Linked DNA regions of Zea mays: all the other regions are linked to region 1. A link is a contact called in public Hi-C data. All regions are on one chromosome and are shown on one strand. Each heading gives the region's core, a stretch centred on a gene start, on an enhancer-like site or on the middle of the called end of the contact. The rest is flanking DNA. Distances are from core to core; before and after follow the strand shown.

Region 1 (4,390 bases), core at 1,164-3,663:
GTTTCCTAAATGCACCGCACTCCTCCCCAAGGGGCGAACCCAAACTTGGCAGAGCGAGCCGCATACACCGAGCCCCATTGACGGCACGACGGCTAAGTGATCTACACCCGGATCCTCTAATTATTCAGCTAAGGGCACCCCATTCCACCCTCATGGTTGCACTGTTTTCCCGGGCGGTCATCCAAAGAACAGGTCCTTACGGAGAGGCACTCGAGAAACCGCTCGAGCCCCCTTGAAGACCACAAGTACAACATCATAATAGGAGAAGGGAAAACAGCGTATCATAGATAATCTCATCATGTTCATTGATTAGAGTTTGAGCAATAGCATAAAGCTAAACAATAATAATCCAACCCAGATAGGTAGACAAGGACATGGATAACAAAAGCTAGTCAATCCTTAGGCATAAATGTGTAAAGCGGGAGGTGAATTAAATAATGAATAGGACAGAGATAGGTCAACGGACACTTGCCTCCACCAACCGACTGCTGCTCAGGGGCTTCTCCTGCGAGTTCCTCGGGCTCTTCAACCGGATCGTTCTCTATGCGAGTGCACACATACATACATCCATCCATTGAAATTAGGAAACCAACAATACACCATACAAGAGAACAAGTAGATTAAACATGCATAGAATATCACATACAATAATGAGTTTACCATTGTTAGAAAGAAACGAGGGAAGGTTTCGCAGGGGTTAAGGCTTATGCTCGAGATGCACTACAGGTAGACGAATAACTCAACGCTACGTGCTCTAGTTCCAATTGGTTCTAACAAAAGAATTAGCTACATGCACTAATGTAAACGTGACCACTTTTAGTAGATTAACATTGAATGAGATAGATGATTAGTTATACAAATTAACTAACGTAACCAATTTCCAAATTGAGACTCCTATCTTATTAATATAAACACGTGATTAGCGCGCATAGGACACGGGGGGGGGGGGGGGGGGGGGGGTAGACGGGGGCGTCTGGGGGTAGACGGGGACACGACGGGTCGTGCCGAGGCACTGCGCACTACGCGAGCACGCGCGCGAGGCCGCACGCACACGTCACGAACTAGTCGTGCGCACGTCGGGGTCGTGCGCTAGCCGAGCTCAAGGCCACGCGCCATAGGCACGCTGGGTCGAGCTCGAGGCCGCGCCGGGGCCGTCACGACGCGAGCAAGGCACGCCGGGGCGGGCGGGCGAGCACGGCGCACGGGCGGGGGGCACGGCCGGGGCCGAGGCGGACGAGGGCGCGGGCGGCCGGGGTGGCCGGGGTCGGGGCGGGCGAGGGCGAGGCCGGGCCGGCCGGGCGCGGGGGAGGGCGTCGGAGGGAGGAGAGGAGGGAGGAGGAGGGGGGGAGCCTCACCGGAGGGGGACGGCGCGGCGGCGGCGGGGGGGAGGGGTGGCGGCGGCGCCGGGGAGGGGAGAGGCGGCGGCTGGGCCGCCAGCTGGGCCGGACGGAGGGGGGGGGGGTTGGGCCGAAAGGGGAGAGGGGGAAGAGAAAAGAAAAAAAGAAAAGGCTTTTTCTTTTCCTAATTTCTAATTTCCTCTAGATGAAAGCATTCACACACATTTTTTAATCAATCAAAAAGTATGCATGGTTCGGCATGGTGCATCACACAAAAGAAAGTATTTTAAGGTTTTGCTTTACACGAGGTCTAAAGCCAAAACCCGCTGTGACTTTGGAAAAGATCAAGGCTTAGCGAGAAGAAAAGGGAAAAAGGAAAGAGTAACGCCTGAATTTGATGAGAGAAAAGAAGAAAAAAAATTCTACCACCAAATTCAGGGCGTTACACACGCGGACTGTCCGGGTCCCAGGGCCGGACCGTCCGCCACTTTTAGTGCTCAACAGATACGTCATGAGAAAATATTAAAGTTCAACATGCCACGAAGCCGCACGTAGCGCAGTGCTCTTGGATAGTATCGTCTCGCTAGCCGAAGGAATACAAGCAGCCGAGAGAGCTTGGTGTTACAGTAGTTCTTGATGTTGTTGTTCGTTGTCCCAGAGAGAGAGCTATGATACGATGATTAACCACCTGTATACATCAGTGTATTATGCAAGAACAAATAACTCGACTAGCTAATAAACTACGATGCCATACAATAGTTTGACATAATTTCTACAAGCCTCCAAAGTTCTAACACGGTAGGCTGGTGGGATTAATAACTATTTTTGCAAGGCTTGTAAGGTATGTAAAACTTTTAAACTTTTAAAAGATGTTATAAACATAAAATGACATTTAGTATTTTTAAATTATAATGTACCTTATCATAGCGTAGCAACGCATGGATGTTCACCTAATATTATAAATGATATATATAGTTTCATTTTGCTAAAATATAGTAGCTCATTTAACCGAGATAAGATATCAGCTTAACTCTTAAATTTTTTTTAAACAAGCCTATTCAAACCGAGTCAACCTGACCCCAAAGGCCCAAACCAAATGAGCCGACGTTCGTACAACTCTACCCGTAACCTACTGCGCCAAGTGTCCATCCTTTTCCTTCCCCAGGAAAAAAGCGAACCGACCCAACTCTGAACCCTCCAAGTTTCCTCCCTCTTCACCCCAAACAACAATCACAGCCCTCTCTCCCTCTCCCCTCCTTTACGTCGCCGCCTCCGAATCCCCACCTCTTTGCTCCTCCGCCATCCTCCTCCGCGGCCGATGTGTGTGCCCCGCCGGCCCAAAACCCTAGAGGTACGTGCGCGCCCAGTTTTCCACCCCCGTCACCAGCCGCCACGCCGCCAGCGCTCCCCGACCCTAGCGGGCGGCGATCGGACCTTACGGTCTAGGGTTTTCGCGGGATTTTTAGTGCAGATTCTTATCATGTTTTCGCTGATGGGTTTTGGTGGTTGTTTTTTTTGTAGGTTACGAGCAGGTAAGGGTTTCGATCGGAGATGGCGGCTGCGGCTGCGGCGATGGCCGCACATAGAGCCAGCTTCCCGCTGCGCCTGCAGCAGATCCTTGCTGGCAGCCGCGCCGTCTCACCTGCGATCAAGATCGAGTCTGAGCCGGTGAGTCCCCTGTTCTCTTCCCCGTCCCCCGCATCCTTGCTGCTTTGCTTGCCGTCCTTCGTTCCAGGGTTATGATCGGGATGGACGTGTGTGTATGCGACTTGCCTTTCCTGGTTCTGGATAAAACTTATCGTCTATTGTTATCTCATGTTAGGGTTTGGTTTCTCTGTTGTGGGCTCGCTTGTGATCTCTCTTAGGTTTGGTAGTTAGTGCTGTTTTAAGAGGTGTCATATTTGTGACTAGGTGGCGATTGTAGAATCTCTATTGCTGTAGGCCCTGTTTGGAGCAACTTTTCTGTAGAGTTTTCCTGGCTGTCTAGAGAATTGGCTTGGATCTAAGTTTTTGGCAACACTGGTTCTCCTGAAGAAATTGTTTGTCATGAGTGTGTAATGACATGAATGTGCTTAGTGCTGATGATGGCTTGTTTGTTTGATAAATAAGCGCCTAAACCATTTATTGACTTATTGTTCTTTTTTTCTACATTCGGACCAATAATCCTGTAAGTTTTTCAAGTAAAAATGATACAATTTTGCATACCAATACTGTGACATGAATTAATTTGGAATTGTCACTCACGCGATATTATTACATACCAAATCTAATCTCAACAAGCTCACAAGAAAATTCATATTTAAAGGGATAAAAACTCGATTAAGCCGTCAAATAACCATGTTTGTCGATACTTAAAACAAGTCGGTAGCACCTAAAAACATAAAAAATTCAGATGTCTCTTATGCAAGATGTTAGAGCTGGAATAGATCATACTGTTTCTTACTCATCCCACCACTTGTAGGATCTCTCTTGAGGGCAAAGGCATTCAAATTATTTCTCTTGCATGTTCCATAGTTAATTAGTTATTGTTTATGCATGCATTGAATTTGGCCTCCAGGTTGAGAACCCAACTGTATTTAGACATCTCCCAATTCCAATATTACAGGCAACTTCTAGGCAAATCTATACAAAAATATTGTCTTAGCCTGCATCCCACATTGCTTTGTTGTTTTTCATCTGCAATTTTATACCGCAACAAATTATTTTATGTCTTTCTGATATCAGTAGCACACAGTAGATGAATAGGAGAAACATATGCGTATGGATACTCCAGTGTGTAAGCTTATTATCAAACCACAAATCAAATAATGCACAGATCCAATCATTAGATGGTTCATCAAGCATCACACGCATCCATGATTACAGAAGGCACTATGCGCTTTCTAGATGGTGACCCTGTCTATGTCCTAGAGCTTAGAGGAACCTAGGTGTTTTCTAAGCGTTTTATACCCATGCATATTTACCTCTAAAAATCTGAAATAAAAGAAGAAACATGAGATCAGTGGACAAGAGTTGTGTAGAAAGGCCCATGAAAACAGGCCCAGGCTCAAGTT
Region 2 (4,390 bases), core at 650-3,149, 320 kb after region 1:
CTTCAAATTGCATTTAGTGAACATGTATTCATACACTTAGTACACAAGTTAGTCCAAGATGAGTCAACCGACACCTAGATTTGAACCTAACCTAACCCTAGACAATCTAAGATCCTTTATCAAACCTGCTCTACTCTCATTTCGAGTCAAGAGATAGATAAATAGTCACATCGCATTAAACTGATCGGGGGCGCTCGTAGTGACTTAAGGGGTCGAAACCAAGAAGTGGCTTATTTATACCAAGCATTCCTCTTATGGCTAGATCCAATATCCTGGTCCCTGCAGAAAGAAAAAAAAAGAATGCCACGTTCTTCCTTTCAGGAATGGAGGATTAGGGAGAGGATAAAGGATTTTTAGTTGGGATGTAGACATGATCAATAGAACTCGGCTAGATCCGAGCTAGGATAGTGGCGCCCATTCCTAATCAGTTCAAAAAAGGTTTGCTCATGCTGGAGGTACTAACCACTTAGTGATCGATCCACTAGTTCACACAAACCTGAAGAAGTTATCACAGACTTGCACGTGCGGTTCTAGCCAAGCTTTCCTTCTGTATCTAATAACATTGCTTCTTGCCGTCGGGCACCTCTCCTAACTAATGCCCATTTATTCTAGAATATTTTTTAGGAGGGACAATTTTACCAAATCCTTCTATTTTTAAGTACGCCTAGTACCATTTCAATGTGTTTCGATTCTTTCGAAAACGAGAGGTTTGATGCTTTTGAATTCATTGATCAGTAAACCTACGGTTCTGGTAAAGTCGGGACTGTGGTCGTCTGGCTCCACTTTGCTGGCTGATAAGATCACTGGGATTGACCAGCCAGCTCGATAGATTTGGCTATTCCTTTTTATTGAAAGAGTCAGACGACCACGGTCCTGACTTTACACAAAAAAAGTGGAAGCTTCTTTGACTCTCATGTTCTCCAAAGAATCCTTTCTCCTTCTACAGGCCATGGAAACTCATCGTGTGTTTAGTTAGGTTGTGACCGTGAAAAAGCTAATTTGGACTATTAGCTATGAAAATAACTGTTGTGGCTGTGAACTGTTAAAAAACAAAAAATCGTTTGGTGAAAACCACTAAAAATCATTAAAAATTATTTCATATATATTTCATAGTTCTATCCTAAAACCACTAAAAACAGATCCTAAGGTGCTTTTAGTTTTACACCGTGAGAAAGTCGGCTTTTAGAAAAGCTGCTTTCTAAATGCTTTCAGTTTTATAAAGTGTTTTTTCAGACTTTATATAACCTTGATATATGAACTTGAAAATTTAATAAAGCTTCCTTTATAAAAAAATAAAAAGCTGGTTTATATTAGTTTGGCTTTTAGTAGCTTTTAAGGGAAAAAAGCCAAGGTCAAAAATCAAACCGAACACAAACTAACGTTCTCCGAAGAATCCTTTCCGCTTCCATCGGCCACGGCCTCTTAGCCGCTTCTCGGCTGCGGTTGAAAGGCTGCTCCCCCACAATCGCTTCGGCCGCCGGGCGGTTGTTTACGAGAATCCAATTCTGGTGGGCAGAAGCGGCCAAGAAGCTAAAACAAACAGGCCTATACGTCATATAGATTTTCAAACAGTCGAAAAAATAGGTACCATCGAAATAGAATAGCATGTGGCTCCCACATGTAATAGTAAGTTCTTTAGTTCACAAAATTGATACAAGTTAGTGAATGGCTAAACCTGTGCCAATAAATTATTATTTTACCTGAGATAGCATATTAAAAAAGACTCGATCACTGCTACGCGTGCTACGAAGTCCATATATTTCTTCAGCCAGTATCCATTTTTATTCAGCTAGCCAGGTAACCACACAAAACTTTTTGTTTATTGTGGTTGTGGCCTGCTCTGAACTATAAATATATCGGGGCCAACCAGGCAACCTTCCACATCTTGGGCACTTCCAAACTTCTGTTCCAGATACTGTCCAATGGCGGCAAGGCGCTGACCAAACTGCTCCCTAAAGGTTGCATCAACAGATAACGGCTTCTTGCTGTAGTCTACGGTCCTACGACTCATTTCACCATCGGTAGGGCCAGAGTTGAGCACCATAAGCTCTTCACTGAAATTCGCAAAAGCTAGAGTTGTGACTTTGCCATCAAGCTTGTGACATGAGAGTCTCCATGGAGTGCCACGGGTACCAGAAGCGAGGGTTTCTCCAAGACCAGGGGCAACCTCAGCCTCTACTAATTTGGGATCATGGTCAACTGGGCTAATTGTATGAAGCACAAAAGAGAGATCTGGCTGCAGCATTTCCTGCACGAGAACCGCCATCTTTGCGTCTCTCTGAGGTACACCGGCTGCTCGACGGCTAAGGATTGCTCTCCTTGTGTATAATGATGCCCAAACCTGTCCAACCGCAGCTCCAAAGGATCTAGGGTCAGAGAGACTGACATTAGGAATTGATTCATAGAGTCCAGCAGCAGACATTCCAGCCAAATCCTCCACATTAGCAGTAGATCTCACAATTAGTCGAACATTCTGATCAAATGTTTTCTTCAAAGATTCAATGATTTCTTCCGATGGAGAAAGAAGTGAAACAGTTGCTTGAAGCTTCGAGGATAGGCTATCAAGTTCACCATTTTCAATTTGAGCTGTTTCGATCCTCTCTAGAAGATTAGTGTAGGATTTGAGTGATCCACTTTTCTTCAAGGCGTCCTCCATGGATCCAAAAGGAATCACAGCACCTGCAGGAACTCTGAATGCTGCTGGAGTTCCTTGGTCATTGTAAACTGCCCAATAATCAATGAAAAATGTAAGATAATAGGAAATGAAACATAAGATTTTCAAGAAAGCAGTTCTACCGTACTACTATAAGCTTGCAGTTCTGTTGTACTCATATAAGTTTTTTCTTATCTTAATGTACATAATGTACAAGGTCTATGGATCCATAAACACAATCATACAGCAGAAACGACCTTTTATTCTCGAACTATGCAGGAGAGCTGCGCGTCATTTTATTAACGTAGAAAAATGTAGTACAAGAGTCTAGTAGAACCCAAACCCAAGTAGAACGAACATAGACACACCACACGCCAGGAACTAGGCTAGATTTGTGCCACAATCTACAAAAACGACCTTAACAGTATCTTTTTTTTTTCCATTCTAGCACATAAAAAGCTATCACAACGTTCTTAGTTATTGTTACATGAAAACTAGGCTTATTCTTGATCACCTTGGTTAAACACTATATTTAATCATTTGTTATTCATTAAAGGAGTGTACAGCATTATGAGCTAGATTTACATGCTTTGAATGATACCATCGGTGCATATATTCTACAAATATGGATGGGTGGAATGCAAGTTATCTGCCCTGTTTAATACTTCTCTGTTAATAACCAGCAACATACTAATAACATCCAGGCAAATTAACTGGTTGTATAAATGATAACTACCTTGATTCACAACACAGTAGGTAACACAAATCGACATGAATTTGATGGATATTACAACTGGAATCGGTACCTTTATTTGACATTGAGGAAAGAACCGAAAGAGTTCCACATGCAGCAGCTTTTGCACCAGATGATTCAATCGATGCCTCTGAAAGCTCGAGCACACCAGACATACCATTTGCTACGGAAGTATAGCTCTTTTGCTGAAGTGAAGGTCCCTTAGAGTTAGGGAAAAGAAAAAAAGTAGGAGCAAGTATAAAAACATGTGTTGTAACATGTAGTTAGCAAGATGTGGTGGATTGGCATGCTTTGATTACATGATTTGAGGCAAAAGAAAGTTAACCTCAGACAATTCTAACTTCTTGTCTGTAGTCAATAGTGAGAATTGCTGTGCAAATAGATCTCCTCCAGCGGATGGCTCTGAAGACATGGCAGCACAGTCATCTTTGTTTGATACAACTGAAAGATCAACATTATTGGATGATGCACCCAACCTGAAAAAGAAACACAAAAACTCACTAAATAAATTCACGTAGAGGGTGCATAGGAGTAGCATGCTACTACAATACCACTAAGTGGTGCTTAATTAGCAGTCAGGTTTACTATGAGGGGGCCATCTTTCCTGTTTTTTTCTCATACAGTGGCCATAAATAAATATGTTCATTTAATGTTTTTTCAGGACATGCGAGCCAACACAGTCCATATCAGAATGGAATGAAATGTTAGTAAAATAGAACCTAACCTGACATGTTTTCCCTCAAGTAACCTCATGTTTTTAATCGTGTCATCGTCTTCACAAGTTACAAATACAACTTTCTCCTGGAAACATATGTAAGTAGCATTCTTTTTTTCTTTTCCAAAAAAATGCAGTGGAATTCATTAAAAACGAAACAGTATTTAAATAAAATGAGGCTTTTGGTACGAACTTGACGAGCTCTAACACCAAGATGTGATAGGTGAGGTAATTCTTGTAGAAGAACAACGCCCACTATGTTATCCCC
Region 3 (4,390 bases), core at 1,368-3,867, 280 kb before region 1:
GCATTTTATATGAATCAACAATAACAACAAAGCCTTTTAGTACCAAGCAAGTGAGTGTAGACTAGAGTTGAAACCCAACACAAGCCACAAATCAAGGTTAGGCACGTGAATAGTTGTTTTCCATGCACTCATAACCATATTGAAGACTAAATCTTTAGATATATTTCATCATTTTAAGTCTCCTTTTATTGCATCTTTCCATATCAAGTTTGGCCTTTCCCTACCTCTTCCCATTACTATCACGTTTTAATGTTTTATAATACTAATATGCACTGGTGCCTCTAAAAGGTCTCTATTGGACATGTACAAACCATCTCAGCACTTGATATACTAAGTACTAGTTTTCAAGACATACTTATTACGATACAAATACTAAAGAAGCTTAGCTTACGAGCAAAAATAATTGGTAATCCTACTAGTAGAGAGGGCAGTGGTAGTTTGCATGGCTGGAGAAAAAAAATACATAGGCAAAAATGGCCAGACGAAAGAAGGCTAGCTGCCAGAGATTCATTAAATAGATAATTAGGGAAAAGAATCTTAACCTGCCAAGGGTACAGCTCTGAAATGCCTTTTTTCATGTATATAGCACAAAGGTCAGGAGGAAGCCAACTTGATATCTTTGAGTGATCCTTTAGAGGAATGGAGCTAGTAGGTGTGCTAGCTTCCACTTCCTGAGAAGCAACTTTACTCTTGGAATCTATCCAAGTCTTGCGATTATTTGAATATGCAGCAAGTGATTTATTTTCATTGTGGGTTGGCTGATTGAGATCTCTCCTAATAAGATTAGAATCTCTTTCAGCCTCTTGAGTTGGATGAACCTTCCCTTCAGTTGTTGACTTGAAAACACCCTGACATCTCATGGCTGCAGAATCAGTGTGCAAATTAATAGCACTTCTCTTCAACACATCCACAGGGTCCATGAGATTTTCCTTTTCTAGGCGGCCACTGCCTTTCAGTGGAACACGGTCTGCTTGTGCATTACAAGTTTCATAGCTGCCTTTTGTTTCAAATTTTGAACCTGAAACTTTAATATCATCCTCATGAAAGAAATCTAGCTGCTTCACAGGCAAAGGTGAGCTAATTATATGCTGACAGTTTACTGCCAGTGATTCAACTTTATTTGACAATTTCTCTATATGATGTGTATCATTGCTGCCTACTGTGTTTTGACAGTCAAGCTCATCCCTTCCTGATCTAGGAAGAGTCTTAAAGAATGCTGCTACTGCACAAGATGACTTGTCTTCTGCTGCATCAAATTCTGGCCTTCCACGGACCTTATCAGCCTGGGCAGATATCCCATCAGCGAGTTCAATTGCTGCATTCCAGAACTCCTCACCAGGTGAAGTAAGGGAATTCCTCGATACAGACTTTAGGGTTTCCACAGGTGCTAGAGAAAACCCAACTTTTATCTGTGCAGTACTTGGGGTAAAGCTACATCTTTGCAAGGCCGAAAACCCAACACAACTCACATGTTCCCCCTCAACAGATTCCTGATGAAAAGGAAATAATGAGAAGTTCAAAAGGAAAAGAGGAAAACAAAGAAACGGTTCCAGGTTTGACTTGTTCAGGCATAACTAAACCTCCACAGCCTCTGAGCCACCATGGTGATTGATGCATTGCTTCATGGAAGCTACATTATCATCTAACTCCTGCAAAGAACCAAACTAAGAGTTGAAACTCATGAAATCACTTATCATATGACGATGCTAAGGATGGATGGATAGCGTATCTTGATCCAACCTTTAGAGCTTCAAAGCCACCACAATGGGCAACTCGCTGCTTCTTGACATAGTCGTTGTCACAAGGAACCAAGAATGACTGGGACGCACTCCGCTTCTGCTTCATCTGGCACTGCTCGCTGTAATCACAGTCACCCCTCAAAGGCAGGATAGCACTGGAACAACAAAATTAGACCCGTAACTTGCAAAAGAACAGTTATTGGAACCAATACTATAACTCCCCTTATGTTTCACACTGTGCGCGCTCACCTGCAGGAATGGGACAAGAAATCCGCCGTGCTCCTCCTGAGATCAAAGTCTGCCCCGTCACCTGCCGCCGCAGCCACCGAAGCCGAGGAACCGACGTCGACATCCATTGCGGCCGAGAGGCTACGCCTGGCGCCCGGGTCCCCGCCCCTGGGCGAGCCCACGGGGACCACCGATGCCGCTGCCACGGCACGGTTGCAAGGCGAACGGACGAGGTACCCTTCCAGGGACCCCTTGGCGCCGCCGGGGCTCTCATGCTGCGTCCCGGGTCGCGGCGACTCGCCCTTCCGCGACGAGGGCCTCCGCTTCTTGGCCGGGAAGAACTGAGATGGAGCCGGAACGCAGGAAGAATTAGCGCTTGGAGGCGACGAAGCGAATAGGCGAGGAACTAGGTTAGGGTTTTACCTGGTCGATTTGGGGGCGAGACGAGCCCGACGCCATTGCCCGAGGGAATTTCCGGAAGGGTGTTCGGTTTCTTTTGAATTGCTGGGCATAGCCGCGGAGTGGCGGAGGGAAGGACTACAGAGGAGGGCGGTACGGGCCTGTAACGCTAACGCCTGTATGGGCTCTTTTTTCCCATTTTTTCAAAATTCACTGAATCGTCATCGTCAGAGCATCTCCTCCACCAAGGTCCTACACTCCTACTGAACCCTACGTATACCGTGTCCCAGCTTCCTTTATACCTCCAACAAGGTCCGATATATTATACTCTAAATTTTAGTATTCGTTGATGAAGTGCTAAATGTGGCGGACGAGCCTAGGGGTGAAAACGGGTAGGGTACCCGAAACGGGTACCGGATACGGTTACTGATTCGGGACCATTTTTCGGATACGGATACGGGTATTTTTTATATTCGGGATGGATACGGGTAATACCCGGATAGTACAGCTTCGGATTCGGGTCGGATACGGAACGAGTACTACCCGGTAAATACCCGGATATTCGGGTCGGATACGGGTACCCGGAATTCGGGTACCCGTTTTTTCTTTTTCTGCATAATAATATAGTTATAAAATCATAACTTTTACATATGAAATCGGATGAAGATAAAGTTTATATGAAAATTGTAGAGCTCGAAGAGATCTATAACTTCGTAGTACAACACATTTTTGTTTAAACATATATTTAGGCCAAAATCATTGAAATAATGTCTAAATTTATATCAAAATAATAGACTTTAACATTTTCATGTGGGGACTTAAGATTATCTCCATGTGGGAACTTAGAATTATCTTTTTATAAACTATTTATTAATATTGGTAACTTATTCGCAATTTCCGGTCGACACTACAATATTTTTATGAATTTAATTGTATTTTGATGATTTCCTACAACAAAAAATTAATAATACACCAAATAGCCTAAAAAATCATGAATTTTTACGGAGACACAACATATATCCACATATAGTTCTAAAAAATATTTGGATTATAAAATCCACAAGATGTTGGTGTTTCTTCCATTCCACTCAAACTTATTGCGTGAGTTACACGTTTATGTATCGACGTTTCAACATAATTAATATTTTACTTATCATTTTCATGTGGCGACTTGAGGTTTTATTTGAATATAATGTTTATTTGTTTTGGTAAGTTTTTTGCAATTTTGGGTCAAAACTAGTGTATTTATGAATTTTAATTATATTTTGATGATTTTATGTAGAAAGAATATAATAATTTACAAATAGCTTCAGAAATCTATGAAATTATACGACGGTACAACATATGGCCACATATAGTCATAAAAAATAATGGGACCATAAAATCCACAGGATGTCAACGTTTTTTCTATTTTATTTCCATTTATTGCGTAAGTTACACGTGAAATCACTCTAAGTATCCAAGTTTCAACATAATCAATAATTCATTTTACCATTTTTATGTGGGAACTTGAGATTATCTTCTATTAAATGTTTATTAGTATTAATTTACTTGCAATTTCGTGGTCGAACAAGAATGTTTTATGATAACCAATTAATGCATTATCCGACAAGTATCCGATATCCAATCAAATAATATCCGTATCCGTCACTTATCCGCCCGGATAAATATCCGGTCCCTGTATCCGTATCCGTCTCGTTTCCAACTATCCGTATCCGATCCCGAATCCGTTTTAAATACATTAGGGTAGGATACAGGATGAGCTACTATCCGTCCGTATCCGTCCGTTTTCACCCCTAGACGAGCCACGTCCTCTATACGCTCCCTACGCCCGCACAGACGGATCCCGAGGAGATTTGTTTCTGAGAAGTTTTACTTTTTATGTTCCTGTGGATGCTCGGCACATGTAAAAAAACAATAAAAAAATGGAGCGTGAAAGTTTAATATCAGTACAAACGAACATAATTATGTTTTGCGTGTACCGTAAGTTGTCAAAATTGCTATAGTGACCAATGTTAATTATT

What was found. A called contact is a pair of places that touch in the nucleus more often than the background predicts.
Region 2: a contact with region 1 is called in a Hi-C map of leaf, with 3 times the contacts expected there. The contact joins the enhancer-like site here to the promoter of LOC100384278 in region 1. A contact is called at or near these places in 5 of 25 Hi-C or Micro-C datasets (bundle sheath, leaf and leaf mesophyll).
Region 3: a contact with region 1 is called in a Hi-C map of ear, with 4 times the contacts expected there. The contact joins the promoter of LOC103640932 here to the promoter of LOC100384278 in region 1. A contact is called at or near these places in 7 of 25 Hi-C or Micro-C datasets (bundle sheath, ear, endosperm and 2 more) and 1 of 3 datasets of contacts at active chromatin or transcription factors (leaf).

The regions. Positions count from the first base shown.
Region 1 is chr10:20,974,034-20,978,423 of Zm-B73-REFERENCE-NAM-5.0, reverse strand. It overlaps LOC100384278 (E3 ubiquitin-protein ligase UPL1), which reads left to right and starts at 2,413. Exons shown (of 17, transcript XM_020545199.2): 1 at 2,413-2,688; 2 at 2,859-3,005. The coding sequence starts at 2,889.
Region 2 is chr10:20,653,735-20,658,124 of Zm-B73-REFERENCE-NAM-5.0, reverse strand. LOC100274067 reads right to left here. Exons shown (of 19, transcript NM_001360531.1): 15 at 4,316-4,390; 16 at 4,132-4,208; 17 at 3,733-3,883; 18 at 3,460-3,592; 19 at 1,572-2,724. The coding sequence ends at 1,820. Among protein-coding and RNA genes, the nearest start is that of LOC103640930, 56 kb to the right of the region's middle. Within about 2 kb of position 1,899, at least 6 of the 20 cell types and tissues checked have an H3K27ac peak or open chromatin away from gene starts, as enhancers often do. A contact at or near this core is called in leaf and leaf mesophyll, where this site is marked.
Region 3 is chr10:21,252,901-21,257,290 of Zm-B73-REFERENCE-NAM-5.0, reverse strand. LOC103640932 (helicase and polymerase-containing protein TEBICHI) reads right to left here and starts at 2,617. Exons shown (of 28, transcript XM_008664377.4): 1 at 2,391-2,617; 2 at 1,989-2,308; 3 at 1,741-1,894; 4 at 1,581-1,649; 5 at 543-1,490. The coding sequence starts at 2,426.